Linked DNA regions of Mus musculus: region 2 is linked to region 1. The links are chromatin contacts, called in public HiChIP or PLAC-seq maps. All regions are on one chromosome and are shown on one strand. The core of a region is the stretch at or near the end of the contact, and the rest is flanking DNA. Distances in the headings are between cores, read along the strand shown.

The links. HiChIP or PLAC-seq counts read pairs in DNA pulled down with a chosen protein or histone mark.
Region 2: a FOXA1 HiChIP or PLAC-seq map of pancreatic cancer cells shows a contact between it and region 1. The contact joins the promoter of Kif23 here to the enhancer-like site in region 1. A contact is called at or near these places in 4 of 39 promoter capture datasets (cranial neural crest, liver and neutrophils) and 1 of 115 datasets of contacts at active chromatin or transcription factors (pancreatic cancer cells).

The regions. Positions count from the first base shown.
Region 1 is chr9:60,925,029-60,929,869 of GRCm38.p6, forward strand. No RefSeq gene overlaps it. Among named protein-coding and RNA genes, the nearest start is that of Gm33643, 59 kb to the left of the region's middle. Within about 2 kb of position 1,658, at least 6 of the 459 cell types and tissues checked have an H3K27ac peak or open chromatin away from gene starts, as enhancers often do.
Region 2 is chr9:61,944,093-61,948,803 of GRCm38.p6, forward strand. Kif23 (kinesin family member 23) reads right to left here and starts at 2,707. Exons shown (of 23, transcript NM_024245.4): 1 at 2,520-2,707; 2 at 1,258-1,327; 3 at 111-239. The coding sequence starts at 2,530.

The DNA.
Region 1 (4,841 bases), core at 408-2,907:
TGGAAAGTTGGATGTGCAAAGGCTCCATCTCATCTAGCCAGGATGATGGGCTTCTCAGAGCCCTGGAGAATGGGAGCTGTGGTGAGACTGGGAGGCTGTGCAGGGACTTCTGGCTCCAGGTCTGTATTGTCCCTGTGACAATCAATACCTGGCAGACCAACATGGCTGTACTCCAGCCTCATGACACTCACTCCCTAGGGGCCCTTTTGGATCCTTCACTGAAGGCATTACAGAAAAATACAATCTCATTCCTGACTGGACTCGCTGGGGACTGTAGTGGACTCTCTAGAGCCTTCTGAGGGATGCACTGCTAGAGAGAGCAGGGAATACAGCAGAGCTGTGGAAAGGTGGGTGAACTCTCTAGCTTGCTAGCCCCTAGGGGGCAAGTGAGGAAGACTACAAACAATGAAGGTGGAACTGGGGATCCACATCTGCTCCCAAGTTATCCTCTTTGGGGTTGCTTCCTTTCCCATGTTCCAATTCCCTATCTCCCCGTTAGACAGGACCCTCACTGCAGCAAGGCCTCAGAGCTGATCCCCCACACAAGGAGTGATCCTGATGCTGAGGCTGCAGGTCCAAGATGGCGGCTCCAGTCTGGGAAAGCATGAAAGTCTGCAGGTAGACCTTTGCCTACCTGACTGAGCTATCCCTATTTTTGGCTACAACAGTATACATTTCTAGTCTGGCATCCTGCCCACCAGCTCTGCCTCAACCTTAAAGTTCACTCTCAATGGTTTTCTTTCAGTGGTGGGGCACAAGAAACTCCCATTCTGACCCTGTGATGGTAACAGTAGGGTCAGGGTGTCCAGCCATGGAGGAAGAGGCTACTTCCCAAGACTCTGTATATGAGCACTTCCAAAAACTAAGAAGCCGGGTGACGGGGGCAGCCTTGGAATTCTGCATGAGGTTTGCACCCCAACCTCTGGCCTTACCTGACAAGATACACCTCCTGGAAGCATGCCAGTCCCCAGACACTTAGGAAGTTTAGCCTTCTGGACCTTGTGTTCTTGCTCCTCAACAAGCCGGCACGCCATTCTTGTGTCCCTACTGAGAAACTTGCCACCAGCCAACAGGCTGTGCGATGCTTCTTGACCTCTCCCACCATTGCAGATAACAGACCACCAGCCTGTAAGTCAGAGCATTCCTTAATGGGCCTGTCTGAGCTCTGTGAAGCCCTGGAAGCTAGACCACTAGGTTCCTCCACTGGATCCATTCTCTCCCTCCTCTCCCCAACCCCCCCTTCTCTTCTTTGGCATCTGACTATAGTTTTCTTTGAAGGAAGAAATTATTTTGCCCCAGGAAACTCATTTATAGCAGAATAAGTGAAAGGCACGGGCATCTGGCCCCACGTGGGGCTCATTTTCGGGTTATGGCTTTCACATGCCTTCATCTGGCTCCGCCAGGCTTGGAACCTCTCCCCGCCAGCATCACACCTGGTTTCGGCTGGAAAGGAAAGGATTTCAGCTTTTCATCTTCTGGGCCTCTTTGTTATTATTGGAGCCAATTTCTGGCCTGGGATCAGAGCGGGAGGAACGGGGCGGGAGGTAGACAGAGGGAGGCAGGGCTGGGAAACATAGTCAGGACTGGAAAGTGTCCCAGAGGTGGGAGAGAGAAAGGTCTGCTGTGGATTTGAACAGCAGCTCCTCCTGAGAGCATGGGAGCTCTCAGGCTGGCTGGAGACCTGCAGTCAGCTAGAACTAGAACCAGGACAGACAGACAGACAGATACAGACACACACACAACCACCCAATCACACATATACATGCAACCACACAATCATACACATACACACAAAACCACACACAATCACCCACATGCAACTACACCACACACACACACACACACACACACACACACATAACCTGAGGCCTTAGGGTTTTGTCAATATCAGACCCATGAGAGAAGGCCGCCCTAAGCCTCCTTTGATAAAAATTTAGAGTTCTTGGCTTAAAAGAGACATATAAAAAATGAAAATACAAAAGGAGGTTAAGCTCCGAAAACCATATGCTAGATTTTTTAGTAGGAAGATTGCTTTTTGGAACAGTTTATAGGTTAGCAGTTAATATTTCCTTAAAAGCTGGCTTATTTCTATCCTGTAACTTTTTTTTTTGAAAAAATAAATGTAGCTTTGAGAAAAACCAAATTACCCTTTAGCATGCCTAAGAGGATTTTGTCTATCGCGAGTTTCAGGATCTTTATGGTGTGCGTATCTACTGAAACCATGTCCCATAAAAATACCAAGGGAGGGCACCACAGTGGGATTCGAAGCTTATTTAAAATTAATTGCAGATTCATTTCACTGCACATTCGTTGAGGGCTTTTCTGTTTTCATTATTAATATGAAGAAATGGTGAGAGGCCTGCCTAAGTCTGAGGAGACAGTGGCTAATGTATGAGTCTCCCTGGGCAGCAGACATCTGTCAGGACGCACTCTTGCTCTGACCATGCTCAGGCCCGTCTCTGGTCTCTGATGACACTGGATCCGAGCTAAGCCATGAGGGCTCTCACTTGGTGTTCACTGGGCCATGTAGGTTTCTTGTGCTCCTCCTAGCTCCCCTCCAGCCTGCCAGCAGCATCACAGCAAGGCCACTCTGTGTGTGTGTGTGTGTGTGTGTGTGTGTGTGTGTGTGTGTGTGTCACTGGAGGCATCTACACAAGAGGTGGTTGAAGGCAGAAGAAAGAAAGGTAATATGCTAAAATCTAGGAAATCGGTGCTGGGGTCGTTTAATAGGGGAACACGTGCCTAGCATGTGTGTAGCCCTGAGTTTGATCCTAGCACCCACTAAACAAAGAGGGAGTAGAAAGGGAAAGAGAAGAAAGAAGGAAAGGAAGGGGAGGAAAGAGGAAGGAAGGAGAGGGAAGGAGAGAAAATCAATAGAGTGGAGCTGATTGCCTCTTGGAAGCCAGGAAGCAGAGAAAGAACGAAGAAGATAAGATACGTCTTTTCCTGACATGCCCCATAGGCCTCTTCCCTCTGTCTACCCCACCGCCCCACAGTTTGCTGCCTCCCAATAATAGCATTATATCATGACTACATCAAGCCAATTAAAAGCACTGGCTGCTCTTGCAGTTAAAAGCACAAACAAACCCAAGTTTGTTCCCCAGCACCCACATGGTAGCTCACAACCATCTGTAACGCTAGTTCTAGGAGCTCTAACACCCTCTTCTGACCTCTGTGGTCACTGCGTGAATGTGGTACACAGACATACATGCCAACACACACTTAACATATAAAACAAAATAAAGACACGTTTATAAAAAGATAGAAGCTGTTAATGAAGTTAGAGCCCTCCGGGTTCAGCCACGTTCTCAAAGACCATTCTCTGGCCACCGAGCTCCCAATACCTGAGCCAGTGGGGGCATCCACAGCTCAACAACCCCAATCTTCTACTGAGAAATGCGAACGCCCTGGATAAGTGCCTGGGCTTAAGTCTGTAGCCAGACTGTGAAGAGACCTGCAAGGGTGGCTCAGCTGCTAAAAGTGCTTGGCTCATAAACACGAGGACCTAAGGTTGATCCCTGGAAGCCACATGGGCATGGTGGCACACTCTTATAACCCCAGCATCTGGTCAGTGGTGGCTGGATCCTTAAGGTTTTATAAACACCAGCCTACATAGTGAGTTCCTGGCCAATGAGAGATCCTGTCCTTACAAAAGGCAAAAGAGCTGGGCTTGGTGATTGTTGACATACCTTCACAGGAGGGAGAGAAACATTGGACCTGGCCCTGAGATTCCAGTCACTGCTTCCAGTTATTTCCATGCAATACTGCCTTGATTGCACTTGACCGTGGGGGTCTCGGGAGGTGCTAGTGTAGATAGGCTGGGGAAGGCAAACAGACAGAGGCTCTGTCTATGTGGCCACCAATGAGGAAGTCCTCATTCTTGCTGCGTGCAAACCTTGCAGTACTTGTGCTTGAGGGTCCCTCGGGCTACAGTCTGTAACTCCTCACTCGGGCTTTATAAGTAAGGCTAATACATTCATTATTTCTACAGGGTGATCTTTGGTGGAACTGAACTTCGAGTTGTCATTGAGACCTTATAAAGAGGGCTTAGGTGTTGTTTATATCTCTTCTGGGAAAGATTTCCCCCAAGAGCATCCATACATATGCATGTGACACACACACACAGACCAAGAGAAAAAGAAGGCAGAGGCAACACTGGTGTCTTGATGAGCAGCTGAGTTACCTGGTGACCTGACACTAAGTAGCCTCGATGGGATGAGGGGACTTCCCAAGTTTATATGGCTGCCTGGAGGATAAACAGATTAGGGCCTCCAGCTCCTGCTTCTACTCAAGCATGTTCCATTCTGCACGATGCTGCGGTGCTGTGTGACCTTGTTCCTGGGGAGATATGAAAAACCAAATATCTATTCACCCCAGATAGAGAACTGATGACAGACCAAAGTATGGCTAGCACCTGCCCTAGTCAGTGTGCTATTGCTGTGAAAAGTCACATGACCACAATAACTCTTATGGAGGAAAGCATTTCCTCAGGGCTGGCCTACAGTTTCAGAGGATTAGCTCATTTTAGTCATGGCAGGGACTATGGTGGCACACAGAGAGACATGGTGCTGGAGAAGCTGAGAGTTCTATATCCAGATGGGGACTGCAGACAGCAAGAAGAGAGACACTGGGCCTGGCTTAGCTTTTTGAAACCCCAAAGCCCACTCATAGGACAGTTTCTCCAACAAGGCCACACCTTCTAATCTCTCTCAAATATTGACACTCCCTAATGACCAAACATTCAAATCTATGAGCCTACGAGAAGGGGTGGGGGAAACCATTTCTATTCAAACCACCACTGCACCGAAGTCCAACATGAGTAAACAAATGAGTTTTATTGT
Region 2 (4,711 bases), core at 1,457-3,956, 1.0 Mb after region 1:
AAGACACTTTAGATAAGGTGGCTAAAGTATTCCTTCCCACAAATGAGATCACACATGAATTTTTAAATCCAAAACTGAAAACAATTTGGTTCCTTCCACTAGGAACCTACCTCCTTATAGTCCCCATTTCTGTTGAGTCGATAGCCCTCAGGAGTGTGGAGCTGCAGGGTTGTACTATTGATCACTTCCACACAGCATTCTTGGTCAGGAAAGCTCAGGGGGCGAACCCTACAGTACACCTGGAAAAAGAAAGAGGTGTTCAAACAAGGTTGACTTTTTGCCTGATTTTTCTTTTTGGCTTTTCTGTTTGTTTCGTTTGTTGAGACACAAGTTCTCAGTCTGTAGGCCAAGGTGGACTGGAGCTCTCAGCAATCTGCCTGCTAGTCTCCAGGATGCTGGGACTCTAGGCAAGCACCTCTGTGAATGTTCAGCACACACTTGACTTTCCATTTAAGTTCTGTTTATTCGCCTACAAACATAAATTCCTGAGTCACAAAAAACAAATCTACAGCTCAGAATGATCAAATGCAAAGGTGCATTAAATCAAAATAAGTTTAGGTTAAAATATTAAACTGAACCGTAATCTCTTCACTGTTGTGCACAAATAAAATTGCAACAACATAAAAATCTCTCTGAATAGCTGAAAAAGCCATTAAATTCTTTAGAGTTGGGTGTTATTTCCAACAGCCAGCTCAGGTGGGCATGGTAGCTCACTTTGTAATCACAGCATCTGGAGGGTAGAGGACCTCATTTGGGGAAACCCTGTATAGCTGTGTTCACAGCAGGTGGTACAGTTGGGAGCCAGAGACCCTCTGCAGTGGCAGTGGGGGGATGGAGGGGATATTCAGAAACTTCTTTTCAGGAAGAGGTACTAACTAAATCCAGTTATTCTGCACTAGTCTCTATGAACTTTGAGTACGTGTCAGTTACCACACACAGGTGGGAGAGGGCTAAGACTTGAGGAAAAAGTCCCCACCCATCCCCACCCCAAAGAGTAGAACCTGCTGGGAGAGACCATTTAACCTTTCAAATCTAATTAGTGATAGTAGGTTTGCAGTCAACAACTAAAGAGTCCCTTTACAGAAAGCAAACTTCCCAGCTAAACCCAGCTTTATACAATTCAGTGCATCGGTTTAACTGCGTGCTCTTTAACCCGACTTTCATATTGCTTTCCTCCCCTTTCAAGCACACACATACAAGAAGTGGACTAAAGAAAGAAAATACACACACACACACACACACACACACACACCTTACCCCCACTGGATCTTTAAGGTTTGTCTGAGATCCTTTTTTTATTACAGGTTTTCTGACCGTCTTAGCCTTCCTGGTTAAAAAGAGAAAAAAAAGCCATAAATTCAACACTAACATAGAAGACATCACAAATTCTAACAATGAACTTCCTAAGGCTTAAAAAAATCATTTCCCAGCAATCTCAAATACCGCACAGCAAATAACATGTATATAAACAATAAACTGTACTCGAGAAATGTGGTATATGTAATTTAACTCATTAAAATTTCAATTGGGAAAATACACTTTTGATACCATTAGTACTCAGTGGAACTTTTGTTTGTATTTTTTTTAAGTGTTGGAGTGCAAATTCAGAGATTTGCTCATGCTATGTAGGAAGATTAGATTATTCACAATGCTGAAATGTCTTGCTATTTTAAGTAAACAATATAAAAAATTATTTTATTTCAACATTCTCTATCATTTAACTTTTTTTTCCTTTCTCGTTTATAGGCTACAAGAATATTTAACACAAATTAAACCAAAAGACTCGTTTAGACTGTAGATTATTAAAGTACTTTTCTCAATAGAGTCACACGTAAACTAGAAGCAAACCAGAGTCCAGCGATATACTAGGGTAGGTATCCTTAAGTAAATATAAAGACTGACGTTTCCTCATTTTAAAAAGTTCCGTTTTTTTTTTTTTTCGTGTGTGTGCGTGTGAAAGTAACGATTTCTAAAGCCAGCCCTCCTTCGCAGTAAAAGTGTAACCAGGATGTGGCTCTCCTGAAGAGTCTAGGAATACTGAGGAATGTGGGCGTGGGAGATAGAGTAGGCGTGTGGGATGGCCTGGGGACAAAGATAGCGCAAGGTGGCGGAGCTGCAGAAGGACCCTGACCTCAAGGCTAGAACTAGGGAAGGGATGCCGACGGAGCTGTGGAGGCTCAACTCCCCCAAAGTGCCAGCGCGCACCCCGGCTGCGCGCCGCCCGGGGTCCCCAGACCTGCCACCTGCGCAGCGGGCGGGGAGGAAGGAAGCTGGGGAGGGATGGGCAGCCCAAAGGATGGCAACCCGAGGAGGTGGTGGCAGACAGCCCCGGATTCGGAGGCAGCCTTCGCGGGCTCAGAGGACTGGGAGGGCGCCGGCACACCAGGGTCGCCAGCCACCAGAACTCTGCAGTGCGGAGCTTCGGCCTACACTGTACTACGGACTCAGCTCCCGGGCAGTCCCCAGTCTCAGCGTGAGGAGGGCGGCGACCCCCACGCAGTCCTCCCACCAGTACTCACGCTGACTTCATGACCGCAGGCTCCGTGCTATCCTGACGCGCGCGCGGGACGTCGGGCTCCGACAGGAGCAAGGCTGGCGGGAACTAAGCCGAGCAAACCACGGCCGCGGGGACCAGGACTCAATCTGAGGAGAGCCCGGCGGCGACGCTGCAAGCCCAAGTGTGCGCCCGCCCGGCGCATTTCAAACAGGCCAATCAGCGGCCGCCTGCGGCGAAGGGGCGGGGCCTCGGGGAGCGCTGGCACGGCCAGCAGGGGCGCTCGTCTCCTTGGCAACCCAAGGGCGCCAGCCGGAGGCTGAGGAGGGCAGCGCTGGAGAAAAACCTGAGAGGGGAAATCCCGGCCCTTCCGCCCTTCCGTTCTGACGCAGAAGCTGAGATCTCCCAGTCTTTGTCCTGAGAACCTCTAAGGAAGTAAAGCCTTGGTCGGGCATGTTCTAATTTCAGGCTGGCCGCTGGCTACCACATCATCTTATTCATTTTATTGTATTTATATTTTATTTTTACCTTTACTTTTAGTTCTACGTTTACATTTTATCTTACTTTTGATATTTATTTTGAGACGAGAGTATCTTGTATCCCAGGCTGGCCTCACACTTACAGTGAGGACCCCAGAATGATCTTGAAGACTATACCAACTTGGCAGACAACCTGTTGTAAGTTCCTTTCTCTGGATTCTCCAGTTCTCTCTCTCTCTCTCTCTCTCTCTCTCTCTCTCTCTCTGTGTGTGTGTGTGTGTGTGTGTGTGTGTGTGTGTGTGTGTGTGTTTCATGGTGCTAGTGATCAAACCTAGAGCCTCACAATGTTAGGCAAAGGTGATACCACTAAGCCACACATCCTTAACCTTCAAATTCTTGATTTTGATGTTTCCTGGATATACAGAGATGCATAAAATCTACCCACTGCCCTTGTGCAACCACCGTTTACCCTTTGCCTTCTACAAGTTGATTCTTTCTCATTTAATCCCAGCCCCCATGCTGACGATTCCCCAGGGATGTAGCCACACCTGCGTTCTGTGACTCAAGCTCCACTTAGAACTTCCTTTAGGGCCAGCACTGATAAGGATAGCCAGTTTAATATCCATAGTTAATGTCCATATTACTGGACATTAGTCTTTCCAATATTTACTGTTGCAAACTGCTTCGATGAATAAACCTGAAAATGCATCCATGGATAAATTTCCAGAAGCAGATAGAAAGCTACCAGGCTTTGCCACCATCACTTTCCAAAACCGATCCATTTGACTGCACTCTCACCTATAAGTCACAGGTCTGGGAGAGCCCTAGGGTGGGTCATCGCCCTTTGCTTGAGACCCTCAGTGGGGCCCTGAGGCTAGTCTTCCTGTTCAGTTGCGTCACCTCTCACCTGTCCCAAGCCCAACGCTCATGCGTGGAACGTTTCTGCCCCCACACTCGAGTCTCTCTGCTGTCTCTCAGCCTTCCTTTCCTCGGAGAATGCCTCACCTTCTCTGGATCCCAGAGCCCCTGCCGCCCCTCACTGCACCGTTGATTTCAGCATCACCCCACGCGGTGCCCGGCCCCTGTTTACGGAGTCCTCTCCCAGCGTATCCTCTTCAGCCTCGCTAGATGGCACTGTTGCACGCTCGGTGCTTACCACTATGGGCATGGCCCTAAGCGTTGAAAGCGGTGGAGGCTCTCACTGAAGGACACTGGAGGGGCTCTCCCATGCTCCATCTGTAGCTTTGACTCATGCTGGGTTTTCTCTCTCTTGCTCCTGTCCATCCATAGTAAGGCTCTCTAACTCATTCGTTTTCTTTTCTTTTCTTTTTTCTTTCTTTCTTTCTTTTTTTTTTTTTTTTTTTTGGTTTTTGGTTTTTCGAGGCAGGGTTACTCTGTGTAGCCCTGGCTGTCCTGGAACTCACTCTGTAGACCAGGCTGGCCTCAGAAATTCACCTGTCTCTGCCTCCCAAGTGCTGGGATTAAAGGTGTGCACCACGCCCACCCTCCTACATGCCCTTTCTAACCACCCCCCCCCCCCCCCCCCCCGCTTAAAAAAAAGACAAAGGAAAAAAAGAGAGAGGGGGGGAGAAACTCACACACACACAGAAATCCACAAAAACACAAACTGGAGACCATCATATACACATAAAAGCTCAATAAAACAAACAAAAAATAACACACAAAAGTCCAATATGCCTTAACAAAGCAAAATGAAGCAAAAAGTCTACAAAAATAT